Regions from separate parts of the Sus scrofa genome. Here region 2 is linked to region 1. The links are chromatin contacts, called in public HiChIP or PLAC-seq maps. All regions are on one chromosome and are shown on one strand. The core of a region is the stretch at or near the end of the contact, and the rest is flanking DNA. Distances in the headings are between cores, read along the strand shown.

Region 1 (5,743 bases), core at 121-2,620:
ACAGCTCAGACCCTCTCCCCCACTCAGGTACCTCCTGGGGCTCCTCACTGCCCAGGGCTTATGGCTTGCGGCCTGGCCCGCCCAGCTGCAGCCTCAGTCTCTCTCCCTCGGCAGCACCTCTGGAGGCAGGGGCCAGGCCTGTCCCCAGAGTCGGCTTCCACTTTCCCAGCTCCTGCTTTTGCCCTCTGCCTAGAAGTTTCCCCTCCCCTCTGAGCTGCTGAAGATCTACTCCAGCCCCTAAGCCCCCTCCGTGCCCCAGGGACTGTCAGTCCTTCCGCTGTACACCCCCAGCCCTGAGTGCCCCAGGGTCTGGCCAGGCCCACCATGAGGCTCTAAGCCCGTGGTCCATGCTGAGGCTCTCTGCCAGCCCCTGCCCCGGGGGAGGGGGCAGCGGAAGTCCAGGAAGGCCCAGGGGGCTTGAGTGTCCGCCTGACACTCAGTGTGAGAGACAGGTGGGGCTTCCCCAAACACTGGCGAGTGGAGACACACAGAAGAGGCCCCACAGAGACACAGGCGAGCAGGCCAGGACACACACAGCCCTGGGAGGAGGAGGTGGGGTGGGTGGGCTGCCCACTTAGTGCCTACTGGGCCTGGGTCTGTCTGCTCATCTGTTGATCTGAGCCTCCCTCCTGCTTAGGATCTGGAGACCGAGCTGCCCCCGGTCTGTGCCCTCCACTCCAGCCAGCGGTTCTGACTGTGTCACTCCCTGCATGGCTCTCAAGTGCCCTTCTGGCCAGAATCCGAGCTTCTCTCAGTTAAGGCCCCAGCCCGGCCCTCTGGTTCCAGCATTCCCTGGCCTTCGTATTTGGCCCCCAGGCCCCTTGCTCACCCTGGGTGCCCCCCGCCCCCTGCGACCTCAGTTCAGCCAGCAAACACCTTATCATCTCCTCCACAAAGCCTTCCCGTGCCCTGTGGTACCACCTTCACTGATGCCATGCTGTGAGGTGTCGTCTCCCCCATCACCACCACCAGTGTGAGTCCCCTGGGGCTTGGTACCATGTGGGGGCCCTCAGGATGTCTTCGATGAACTGACCAGCTCTGCGGGAGAAGGGCAGGAGAGCTTCCCAGAGGAGGCAGCTGGGGGGAGATGGCTGGTGGGGAGCACCTGGGCCTATGGGCTGGCCTTGGGGGGCAGGGCAGAAGAGGCCTCCCCGAGGTCTGTGTCCTCTTCAGGGACCCATCCTCTGCTCCCCAAGGGCGGGCCCTTGTCTGAGCCCCAGCCTTGTCCCAGTGCCCAGCAGGGAGCCCGCCCCGTGGTTGTCTGGGGGTGATGGTTGAGTGGCTGAATGGAGGAACCACAGATAGAAGGTCTGGGGTGCTGAGGCCCTGGCTAAGAGTGGTCCCACCCCGTCCCACCCCAGCAGGCAGGAGGGCGGGGCGGGGCGGAGTGGGTGGCGGCCCCTCCCGGTTTCTTCCCCGTGGGGCAGCAGAGGCCAGACTCTGTCCCGGCAGGGTGTGCAGACAGGCCTGGGCTTTGGCAGCATGAGGCGAAGGGCGAGGAGTCTGAGGGGCAGGGACGGGCCGGTCCCCACGCAGTGCCTGCAGACCCAGTGCTTCGACTTGCTGGTGCGCAACTGCGTGGCCTGCAGCCTCCTCCGCACGCCCGATCCTGGACCGGGTAAGCGTTACCCGGCTCTGGCCGTTGGAGCGCCAGGGCAGCCCTGGTGGAGGGAAGGAGGGTCCTGCCACCGAGGCTCGTGCCCCGCCAGAGCCGCAGGCATGGCCCGCACCTGCCCAGGACCCGGGCTGGGGCATCAGTTAACGGGGGGCTGTGGGCTGGAGCCTGAGTGGCTCAGCCATGCGGGCTGCGGGCTGGAGCCTGCGCGCGGCCGTGGCCCCTCCTGCTCCCCCCCCCCCACCGGCTGTCCCTCCCCTCCCGTCCCAGCCTCTCCTCCCTCCGACCTTCCCCTACCCTCTCTTCCCTCCCCTCTGCCCCTGACCTCCCTCTCCGTCCCCTCCAGCAGGCGGCCCGAGCAGCCTGGCTCCCGGGACGGCGCTGCAGCCGCAGGAGTCGGTGGGGCCCGGGGCCGCCGAGGCCGAGGCCGCGCTGCCACTCCCGGCGCTGCTCCTGGGCGCCCCCGCGCTGCTGGGCCTGGCGCTGGCCCTGGTCCTGCTGGGCCTGGTGAGCTGGAGGCGCCGCAGGCAACGGCCCCGCGCCTCGGCTGCCCCGGAGGCCCCGGAAGCCCTGGACGGAGACCAGGACGGTACGTTCCCCGTCTAGAGGAACCGAGAGGCACTGTCCAGCCCGGGAAGGTCCGGCCCTGGGGGACGGGGGCCGTCGGAGGGGACACATGGCCCTGGCGGGCTAGGGGCCCTGGGAAGGGGGTCTGAAGCCAGGCAGATGGAGGGGGCGGCGAGGGGCGCCGTCTGAGATCTCAGGCTGAGCGGGGAGCAGCGGCCCTGCCCAGGGTCCCGGCCTGGTGAGCGCCTGAGTGAGGAAGACGCGGGCTGGGGGCCCGGGGGAGGGAGGGGTCGTCCTGCCCTCGCTCCGGGAAGGCCAAACTGACCCCCACGCCTCCTCTCCCAGTGTCAGCACTGCCACTGCGCAAACCCTCCCAGCACTTCCGGTCCCGAGGGCCCATCATGTGCCACCCTCCCCCTCCCCACCGCCGCCTAGGGGCTTCCTCGCCTGACTTCTCTCAGAAGTCGGAGGGCTCTCTCTCCGGGGAGGTTCCAGAAACGGGATGGCGGAAGGCTGTGACCCAATCCTGACCCTGCACCCCCCCACCCCCCAACCAGGGCCCCTGGATAATGACATCGTCCCCTCTCCTGGAACCCTGGATGCCACTGCTCCCATCTGGCTTCCACCCAGCGAAGACTCAGCCACCACCCCACCTGCCCACAGCGTCCCTGTGCCAGCCACGGAGCTGGGTTCCACTGAGCTGGTGACCACCAAGACGGCCGGCCCTGAGCAGCAGTAGCGATGGAGGGGACAGGAGGCTGCCCTCAGGCAGAGGCTTGGAGGTTGAATTCGGCTCCTCTCCCCTGGTCCCACCTGCTTCTTTACTGAGAGTCAAGCTGCTCCCGGGCTCATCCTGCAGAACTATAGGCGCTGCAGACACAGGGTTCGGACTACATGGGATCCTATGGCGTGTTCGCATTTGGCTTAAAATCAGACTATCTTTGGCAGCCCTCAAAGCCTGAGCTATGTGCCTTTGAGGGGTTGGGCACCCTGAGTAGGCGTTTTTCTTTAAGCATGGGGAAGCCACCATCAGCCAAAATGAATCTAGGAGAAGGATCAAGTGGGAGGATGCCTAATTTGTGGCTGTATGTTGTATTTAATACTTGCTCTCAGAGTCGTTCTGCTTTTAAACTGATGCCAATGACAGCAATGAGTAACCAACTGACCCTTTGGGATTTCGCACAAGGTAATTCTAAGAAATAGCCTGGATTGTCCTGATTCTTTGGCACCTGTACCCTAGGGTCAGCCCTGAGTTTGACCCAACCTGCTAGAACTTACGATGCCAGCTTTACCCTGGTGGCCGCTTCCAGAACCCCAGGCTCACACTTGGGAGGAAGTCTACAGCTTCTGGGGCTGGACTGCAAATTCACACCGAAGGTACCCTGGCAGGCCTCTCCATCAGAGACCACCTGGAGTCCTAGCCGCCTCCAGAGCACTCTGAGCTGTACACAGGGCAGGGCCCAAGACCTGCAGGAGGCTCTTTTGTTCAGAGGCCAGGGCAGGCCTGTAGCCTTGAACCAGCTGGACCTGATATCCCTTGAGCTCCCTTCTGTGGCCTGTCCTCCTCAAGTGCTCAGGTCACTTGGCCATTCTGTGCCAGCTCCCTGCAGTCACCCATCATCCCAGTGGAACTGTTCCTCGGACACTGGTGCCCCTTGCCCTGGAGAGTGGAGCTGAGACCATCTCTTCCAGTTCTGGACCACACTGTGAACTCAGCTGGCCACTGACTCTCCTGCTGGCCCTCCTACACAGAGTTAGAAACAGTTGACCCGGACTTCACCCTGGACAGTGCCATGGAACTTGTCACAGTTTAGCACCCCCGGAAGGGGCACTGGACGGCGAGTCAGAAGATGGGACCCTGGGTACCAGTTTGTTCCACTTGTAGGTCCTTGACCCTGTTCTGTTCTGCGCATCCGATGCTTTCTGCCCGCCTCTCCCTGACCTGCCTATCAGAGCTGCCCAGCAGATACCCACCTTGCCTGCCCACCCCTTTCCCAGCTCAGAAGAGTCAGCAGTCAGCAGTCAGCAGCATTTGCAGCCTCGAGGACCACCTCTCCCTCCTGAACCCGGCTCAGATGTCCCCCGCTCCCTGGCTGCCAGGTGGCTGGGGTGAGGTCAGGGTGGGCGCAACAGGCAGGACAGTGGGAGGCAGGCCCAGAATGGGCCCATCTTTCCCCTTCTCTCCATCTCAGGGTTGGGGAGCAGTCTGAGTTGTTCCCGGCCATGCCTGTCTCCCACACCATCTTTTCCACCGCAGCCGGGGGTGGGGGCACCTGGAGGTGAAACAAGTGGGTGAAACCCCCCTGGGGCCCAGACATGCAAACCTCGGGCACCACTGTGTGCCCACTGAACCCCTGGTCTGGTCTCAGTTTCCTTTTAAGAAAAATGGGGGGAGGGGGATACAAAGCTCTCCTCCTGGCCCGTGGCTCTCCCAGGAGGACTGGGAGGGAACTCGAGAGAGCACACACTCCCCCTCCATTTTGCAGATGAGAAAACTGAGGCCCAGAGAGGGGGCCTCATCCAGCGAATCGCAGAGGGCAATTCCCTGGGGAGGAACCAGGAGCAGAGGCCAGGGGATGGGTGGACAAGAATGGGGTCTGTCTCCCCTAAAAAAGCCCCACCTCCCAGAGGCCTCCATTTTCTAGCCCTCCATCCTGCCCTTGCTTTCTAAAGAACCTTCTGGAAGTGAATGTATTTGGTCTTCACAACAGGAGGAGGGGAGTGGGTACTTGTGTTTGCTTTTTTAAAAAATGACTTTTATTAAAAGAACAAAAAGTTGAGATGTGTTTTGTAGACACTTTGGAAAGTTCAGGATGGTAGTCCAGGGTGGAGTCTTTCGGGAAGTCACCCCAGATTCAGAACACCAGGGTTGAGTAACCATTCTATACATGGAAATTCGTATCTTGACTATCATATTTGCTGAATTTTGTCTTTAAACCAAAGTTTTCATTTGTAAACTTTTCCACTTGAGTGTTTTCGACCTCTGCTATTGTAACTGAGGCAGTAGCACCTCTTTAAACATAAATCTTTGCCTGAGTCTGTTTCCCAGAAGGAGAGTAATTTCAGCCACAGGCCTTGACTTTTTTTTTTTTTTTTTTTTGCTTTGCTTTGCTTTTTAGGGCAACACCTGCAGCATATGGAGGTTCCCAGTCGCCAACCTGCACCATAGCCACAGCAACGCCAGATCCAAGCCACATCTGCAACCCACACCAACAGCTCATGGCAACACTGGACCCTTAACCCACTGAGCGAGGCCAGGGATCGAACCTGAGTCCTCATGAATCCTAGTCGGGTTTGTTAACCGCTGAGCCATGAAGGGAACTCCAGCCTTGACCTTTTTTAAGGCCTCTGTTGGTCAAATTGCTTTCCTGAAAATCTGGACCGATTTACCTGCATGAGCAGGGACTATATGACCCATCTTGCAGATAGGCGAGAAGAGGCCCAGAGAGGAGAAGGGATCTGGCTCAAGATGCAATAAGCAGCGATGGAGCTGGCTTAGACCCGGACACCTGCCTGCCCGGAGGGTGGTCAGTCACTGGCCCAGGTGTTCTCCTTGGGAGC
Region 2 (6,524 bases), core at 2,376-4,875, 85 kb after region 1:
TGACCTCTGGTTCCATCTTCTTCTCTCATCTCTATCCTCAACCCACCAATCTGGGTGTCTGCTCCTCCATCTGCATCCCCAGTTTTAACCTTCTCTTAAGTATCTGCCTCCCATTTCCTACTAGCAAATCAATTTCAGTCCATTTAGGACAAATTTTCATCACCTCCGCAAACCAGCTCTTCCTGCTGGTTTCTGAACCCTCCTGGTGCCCAGGATGAAGGCCTTGACGGGATCTTAGAATTCCACCTCTGCTCTGCCTTAAAGGCCAAGTTTCACTGAGGCCACGTCCCATCACGCCCAGCATCTTACACAACAGCCATTTCCCATCCCCATCCATCCTCCTCTCAGTATCATCACTTCACACCCAGAGGGCTGCCTCCTAAAGGCAGGCATTAGCTCTCTAGGTTACAGGTACCCACCCCCTTCCACCACACACAAAGGAAGTATATGTGTTCACACACACGGAGTCTCTCCTTCCTCACCTGACTGGTTTCTAGAAGCATCCAGGCTGGCCAGCCCTAATCTAACCCAACACCAAGGGCTGGGCCTAGGACAACTTAGAATCCTGCCTAGCTCGAGGTCCCTGAAATCATTCAGGTATTCCACAAACTACTTAATTCTTGATGAAGGGAACAAAATAAAGGCCCTGGCTTCATGGGGCTGACATCATGGAGAGGGATGAATGGATAAGTATTCAGGGAAATTTATATCTGCAGATGGCTGGCCTTCAACCGCCCAATGCTTCTTTCCTCCAAGGCCCAGGTGAAGGGCCTTGTAGTGACCATCCTACTAAACCAGTCTTTACACCGAGCTCCCTCCAATGCTGATGTTCCATCACTGCTCTGGGTAATTGTGAGCTGTTCTGTACTTGGCACCACAGTTTCATTATTCATCTCCAGCTCCATGAAGTCATAAAATTCTATCTTTCCTATTCTTTTTTTGTTTGTTGTTGTTGGTTTTGGTTTTTTTTTTTGCTTTTTTTAGGGCCACACTTGCAGCATACGGAGGTTCCCAGGCTAGGGGGTGAATGGGAACTACAGCTGCCGGTCTACACTACAGCCACAGCACTACAGGATATGAGCCGTGTCTGTGACCTATACCACAGCTCACAGCAACTCGGGATCCTTAAGCCACTGAGCGAGGCCAGGGATCAAACCCGCATCCTCATGGATACTAGTTGGGTTCATTACTGCTGAGCCACAACATATCTATCCATATCTTTTCTATCTTTCCATGTTCCCTGAAGCTCAGAAACCACAGCTGGCACTTGAATACTTGTTGACCAATGAAGACAGGGAGCCACTTTCCCCCAAATCTAATATGGAGCCCCGTGAAGCCACTGAACCACTCTGGTAGTTTCCAGAATGTACATTTTACTCAGGAATCTATGGGGATAAGGTTAATACTTAACTACTAGGTACTTTAACACATTACAAATTAAGACAAATAGGGATCAATTTTGGAATGGGAATGCAAAATGCACACAAATTTCTCTGTGTGAGCTTGCTGGTAGGCAGCTTTGGACATAATCCTTACTGGCTATGTAAACTTGGGTAAGTTAATGAGGCCCTGAGCCTCAGTGTCAGGATCCACAAGAAGGGGAGGAGTGTAGTATGACAAGGAGTCTCCCTGATGGAACTCGTTAAGAATTGAGAACATTAGCGTCCCCACTGTGGCACAGTGGGTTAAGAATCCAACTGCAGGGCAGGGGCTCAGGTGCAGGTTCCATCCCTGGCCCCCCACAGTGGGTTAAAGGATTGAGTATTGCCCCAGTCGCAGCTGTGGCTTAAATTCAATCCCTGACCCAGGAACTTCCATATGCTGCAGGTGCGGCCTTAAAATAAAACTAAGGAAAAAAAAAAGAATCTAAAACATTAATATGTGTGAGGATTTAATACGGTGCCTGGCACGTAAATACTCACAACATGTTAGCTGCCCTTGTTAAGTTCTCAGAACCTCCCTCCCCCATTTGTCAACACATCTCTGTATTTAGCAGCACTCAGTGGAAAAGTCTGTGGTTAGACTTGAGGTTTCATTTAAGGATCTTACCACACTGCCTGGATGACCAAAATCAGAAAGCAAGGTCAGGCCGAGGGGTGAAATGTAACCAAAGCAAAATGTGAAACAGATCCTTTTCAATTAGCCTCTGCCACTATCTCATCCCCTGGAAGAGAATCTTCTGCTGCCTGGGTTTCTTCATCTGTATAATTAAATGGGAGCCATCCTACCTGCCTGCAAGGCTGTAGTGAGATCTTGGACTTGAAAGCACTTGGTAAAACTCAAGAGCAAAACACACCTGAGTTACTGATTAAGAGCATGGGTTCTGGACAATCTAAAGTTAACACCTCCTGCTCTCAGTGTCCTGTAAAGTAGGAGCAATAAGAACATCTATCTCGAGTGACTGTAGTGAGGAATAAGTGAAACAATATAAAGTGTCTGGGGCCTAGAATATCGGAAGAGCCCAACTACTGAGAATTATTATTTTGGTGACTAACCTATTCACTGGACTCCTCACCCCCCAGGATCAGGTAGTGGCGACACCAACACTGGCCCAGGAACTGTGCTCTGTAACCAGCTGGGGGACCCCGGGCAAGCCGCTGACCCTCTGCAAACTTTAGGTTCCGTAGCCACCAAATGAGAGTATTGCAAGAGAGCATCCCTGGGCTCCTACCAGCTCTTCCTTTCCGCTGTTAAGGTCGTCGGAACAAAGGCCACCCGCTCCCCAGCCTGTCCCCGAGGGGCCACAACTCAAAACTCCTGCTGCTCAACTCCCTGTGCAGAACGACAGCAGGAGCGGCCCGGTCTCAACCCCGGAGAGATGCGTCCACGTTACGCCGCCACCACTCGTTTCATCAGCAACCTGCTTCTGCGGCCGCTCGCTGCCCAAAGTTTCCCGAAGCACGGAGAAACTGGGCCGTGGCTCAACCCGGAGAAGACCTGAGGGGTGAGCGCGCGGAGCCTGGGGGCCCGGCCCCGGGAATCCCAAGCTGCCCACGCGGCCGGGCGGGGAGTGACAGGTGCGACGTGGGCCCGCTGGCTGGCAAGCGGGACCTCGGGCGGCGCGTGTAGGCGCGCAAGGGAAACGGCGGCCGCGCGCTCCCCTCAGGCCGCTCCCCCGCGACGCCCCCGACAAGATCCCATGGTCTGCCGAAACCGAGCGGCCCGGCGGGGCTGAAACCCGCAGCGCCGAGGGCTGGGGACTGCCGGGGCGACCGCGCGTGCCGGTTCTTCCCGCGCGAGACTGGGGTGCCGGGGGATGGGCGTACGCGCCCCCGCGCGCGCCGCCGTAACCCCTTCCTCTCCGCGCGCCCCCGCACTCCCATCCACCCACCCACCCATCACTCACCGTCGATGTCCCCTAGGGTCAGCTCGTCGCCCAGCTCCGTGAGGGTCTCCATGGTCTCCAGACCGCCCAGCTCGCCGCTTTCGTCCATCGCCCGGCTCGGCGCAGAGGACCCCCCTGCCGTCCCGCTCAGGGAGACGCGAGGGCGGTGCCGCCGTCACCACCCATGACACCCAAGAGCTCCCGCCCGGTACTGCCTCACCGGCCGGTGCCAACCGCCGCCATGTTTGCGCTGCGCGGGAGGGCGGGGCGGGATTCCCCCGCCCCAACCCGCGCCCTCTATGGCCCCGCCCCCAGGCCGCGCACCCCCTTGTTTGTTGTCAATGGGACCAGGCCCATCTTGACCAATCGCCTTGCGGAGCGGCGCGTGGGGTGATGGCGCGTCAACGATCAGCAGCTCAGATTTGCATAAGAAGGCTCCTCCCCTGGCGGCCTCTTAGCGAATGCGAAGAGAAGGCTCCGGGTCCTCAGTCCAACCTTCTTCCCCTCGTTTAAAGGAACCGCTCCCTTTTTTGTTGGTTTGGCTCCGCAAGCTACTACCTCTGACTGCTGGGAGTTGAAGGGTTAACAAGTTCCGCCCCCGGCCGCGGGAGGCCCCCGAAGCCAGCCTTAAGCACATTACGTCATCTTCCCAGCTGTTCCCGCCCTCCCCACGATCCCAGCCCGCTGGGGAAGCGGGTGGAATCAAACCTAGACCCCTAGTACTGGAGCACGGAGGAATCCTTAGATCGTTAAAGTCACGTTCCAGCTAAGCCCCTTGCAAAGGCGCTACGAAAGCTCGCGAACCGCCTAAGAGTGGAGCATGTTTTGCAATTCATGCGCCTTTGCACCTGCCGCGACGACGCGCTTACTCCGACAGCCTCACCCAGTCTCACCCCGGTACATCAGAATCCCTTGCAGTCCTTTAAAATAATGCCAGTGCCTGGAACTATCACAGGCCTCCAGAGGTTGGGTCCGGGCATGAGCATCATGCGGGGATTATGAGGCGCAACCCACCCACGGATTCCCACTCTTAAACTTCTCAGTTCTGCAGCTGGTCACGATATAAACAAATGTGCACGTTTCTAGGAATTTATAAATAAGGAAGACAAATATGAGTGTTTAAAAAATTTGCAAGTTTGTGTGTTCAAAGGCGTTCATCAGAGTCTTCTGTAAATTGAGAAAAATTGGGAAGCCCAATAACGACCTGCTGAATAAATTACATCCACACAATGTAATTATCATGGCATCATTAAACATTACATACATGAATGTCTATCTGTTGACAACGACTTTCACAGTATTAAAAGGGGAAAGTATGTTTACTGCTGGTCTGTGAGAGGCAGCTGTTGCTTGGTGGTCAAGACAGACTTCACAGGCCCTGTGAAGGCAGGCATACGGGTCCATTTATGAACGAGTGACTCTGAGCTAAATAAACGCCCTAAGCTTCAGTTTTGTCATCTCTAACATGGGAATAGTGTCCCTCATAGTTGTGAGGAAAGTGGAATCACACAATTCAACCAATCACATTGCACATTCATTTGACAATATTTATTGAACATCTCTGGGGCAAGCAAAGAGACAATTCCTGCCCTCTGAGAGCCTCTGGTCCGGTAAAGAAAACATTGATATTTAAGACGAAACCTGAAATTATGAGAACTGCATCTGGTATAGCCAAGGGAACAAACAACACAAAGGCCCTGCAGCAGAAGCAGCTGATGGAAGCCAGCACTTGGAATAAGGCCTGACATACGGTTAGGGCCCCTGCAAGGTAGTTATTATAACTGAGAAAACAAGGATCTGTGTGTCACATGAAGGGCAGGATGGAAGGCCTAATAGCTGAGTGTCAGTTATAATTATGGGAGTGGTAGGATTCAGGGTAAATCTTACTTTCTCTTTTTTTTTTTTTTTTTGCTTTTTAGGGCCAAACCTGCAGCATGTGGAAGTTCGCAAGCTAGGGGTCAAAACGGAGCTGCAGCTGCCAGCCTCCACCACAGCCACGGCAACACAGGATCTGAGCCACATCTGCAACCTATACCACCACAGCGCATGGCAACACTGGATCCTTAACCCACTGAGTGAGCCCAGGGATCAGACCTGCATCCTCATGGGTACTAGTCGGGTTTGTAACCCGCTGAGCCACAACAGGAACTCCCAGGGTGAATCTTACTTTCTTCTTGGCATTTCAGTATTATTTAAATTACTTTTTATAATGAACATGTATAACATAATAAAGTACCTGGGGGAGAGAGGAACGTTCTCTTGTTTACATGCAGAAGAGCCGGTATAGGTTACACCAGTCTTACCCGGAAACAAAATCAAACCCCGCTGCCCTGCTCTGGTCCAGGCACTGAGCTGGGCAGTGTCATCTTCACATGTACCCTTCAGTGGCTCGCACAGGGCTCCCCACACTGGGGGTGATGCTGGCATACCATATGGCTCACTTTCATTGTGGTCCAATGCCTTCCCATCCCAGAGCCTCAGTAAACCTCTGCAGAGGGATCTCTGAGCACCAGGTCAGGTAAGTGGACCCAGTCTGTCTCCCACTCTACAGATGCTCCCACAGCTCCCAGGTGGACCTGCCCAGGGACGAGAGCAGAATAGTTCTATTTGTACCTCTTAAGGTGTCAGATGGGGAAACTTGAGTCCATTTGAAGGTGGAGAAGGGATCAGCCAAGATGGAGAGAAGTGAAGGTGTAGAAGGAAAAACCCAGGAGAACAGAGATGCTAGATGGGGCAGAGGTGAAGACAGGATAAGAGTGGGCCCCTCTCTTTGGCTGTGCTTACAGTGGGTGCTCAGCAAATACATGGGAGAACAAAGAACCATCAGAGAAGGGCACCTGTCACTGAGAAGCCAGGCCCCGACCTCGGAGAAGCAATTTAGGGCTGGACAGAGGGTTCAGACATTATCAAATTCATTACATCAGTGAAGCCACAACACAAGGAAGGGGTGGGCCAGGGGTCACTCAGCAAGTCTAATGGGCTGAGATAGACTCCAGGTCTCCCTTGGGTTCTGGTAGCAGTGAGGAGCTGGAGACAGTTGTGTGTCTCTGCTTTTAAGAGGCAGACCCTGACTTGGCAAAGTCAGCTTAAGAGCTAGAATTCCTACTGGAGCCCCTCCCTTTTCTGCCTGGGAAGGACATGACTGAAGGGCAGTGCCTACTCAAGGCCCACCTCCCTCTGCAGCTTCCCTGCCCCCTGG

What was found. HiChIP or PLAC-seq counts read pairs in DNA pulled down with a chosen protein or histone mark.
Region 2: a contact with region 1 is called in an H3K27ac HiChIP or PLAC-seq map of alveolar macrophages, with 2.7 times the contacts expected there. The contact joins the promoter of SREBF2 here to the promoter of TNFRSF13C in region 1. A contact is called at or near these places in 2 of 5 promoter capture datasets (fetal liver and liver), 17 of 47 Hi-C or Micro-C datasets (alveolar macrophages, blood, embryonic fibroblasts and 7 more) and 2 of 2 datasets of contacts at active chromatin or transcription factors (alveolar macrophages and skeletal muscle).

Annotation. Positions count from the first base shown.
Region 1 is chr5:6,698,442-6,704,184 of Sscrofa11.1, forward strand. It overlaps TNFRSF13C (tumor necrosis factor receptor superfamily member 13C), which reads left to right and starts at 1,371. Exons shown (of 3, transcript XM_021091440.1): 1 at 1,371-1,618; 2 at 1,965-2,204; 3 at 2,740-4,962. The coding sequence starts at 1,483. The coding sequence ends at 2,921.
Region 2 is chr5:6,781,099-6,787,622 of Sscrofa11.1, forward strand. It overlaps SREBF2 (sterol regulatory element-binding protein 2), which reads right to left and starts at 3,626. Exons shown (of 19, transcript XM_021091444.1): 1 at 3,347-3,626. The coding sequence starts at 3,434. MEI1 (meiosis inhibitor protein 1) reads right to left here. Exons shown (of 36, transcript XM_021091442.1): 36 at 4,859-6,524. CCDC134 (coiled-coil domain-containing protein 134) reads right to left here. Exons shown (of 7, transcript XM_021091452.1): 7 at 4,859-6,524.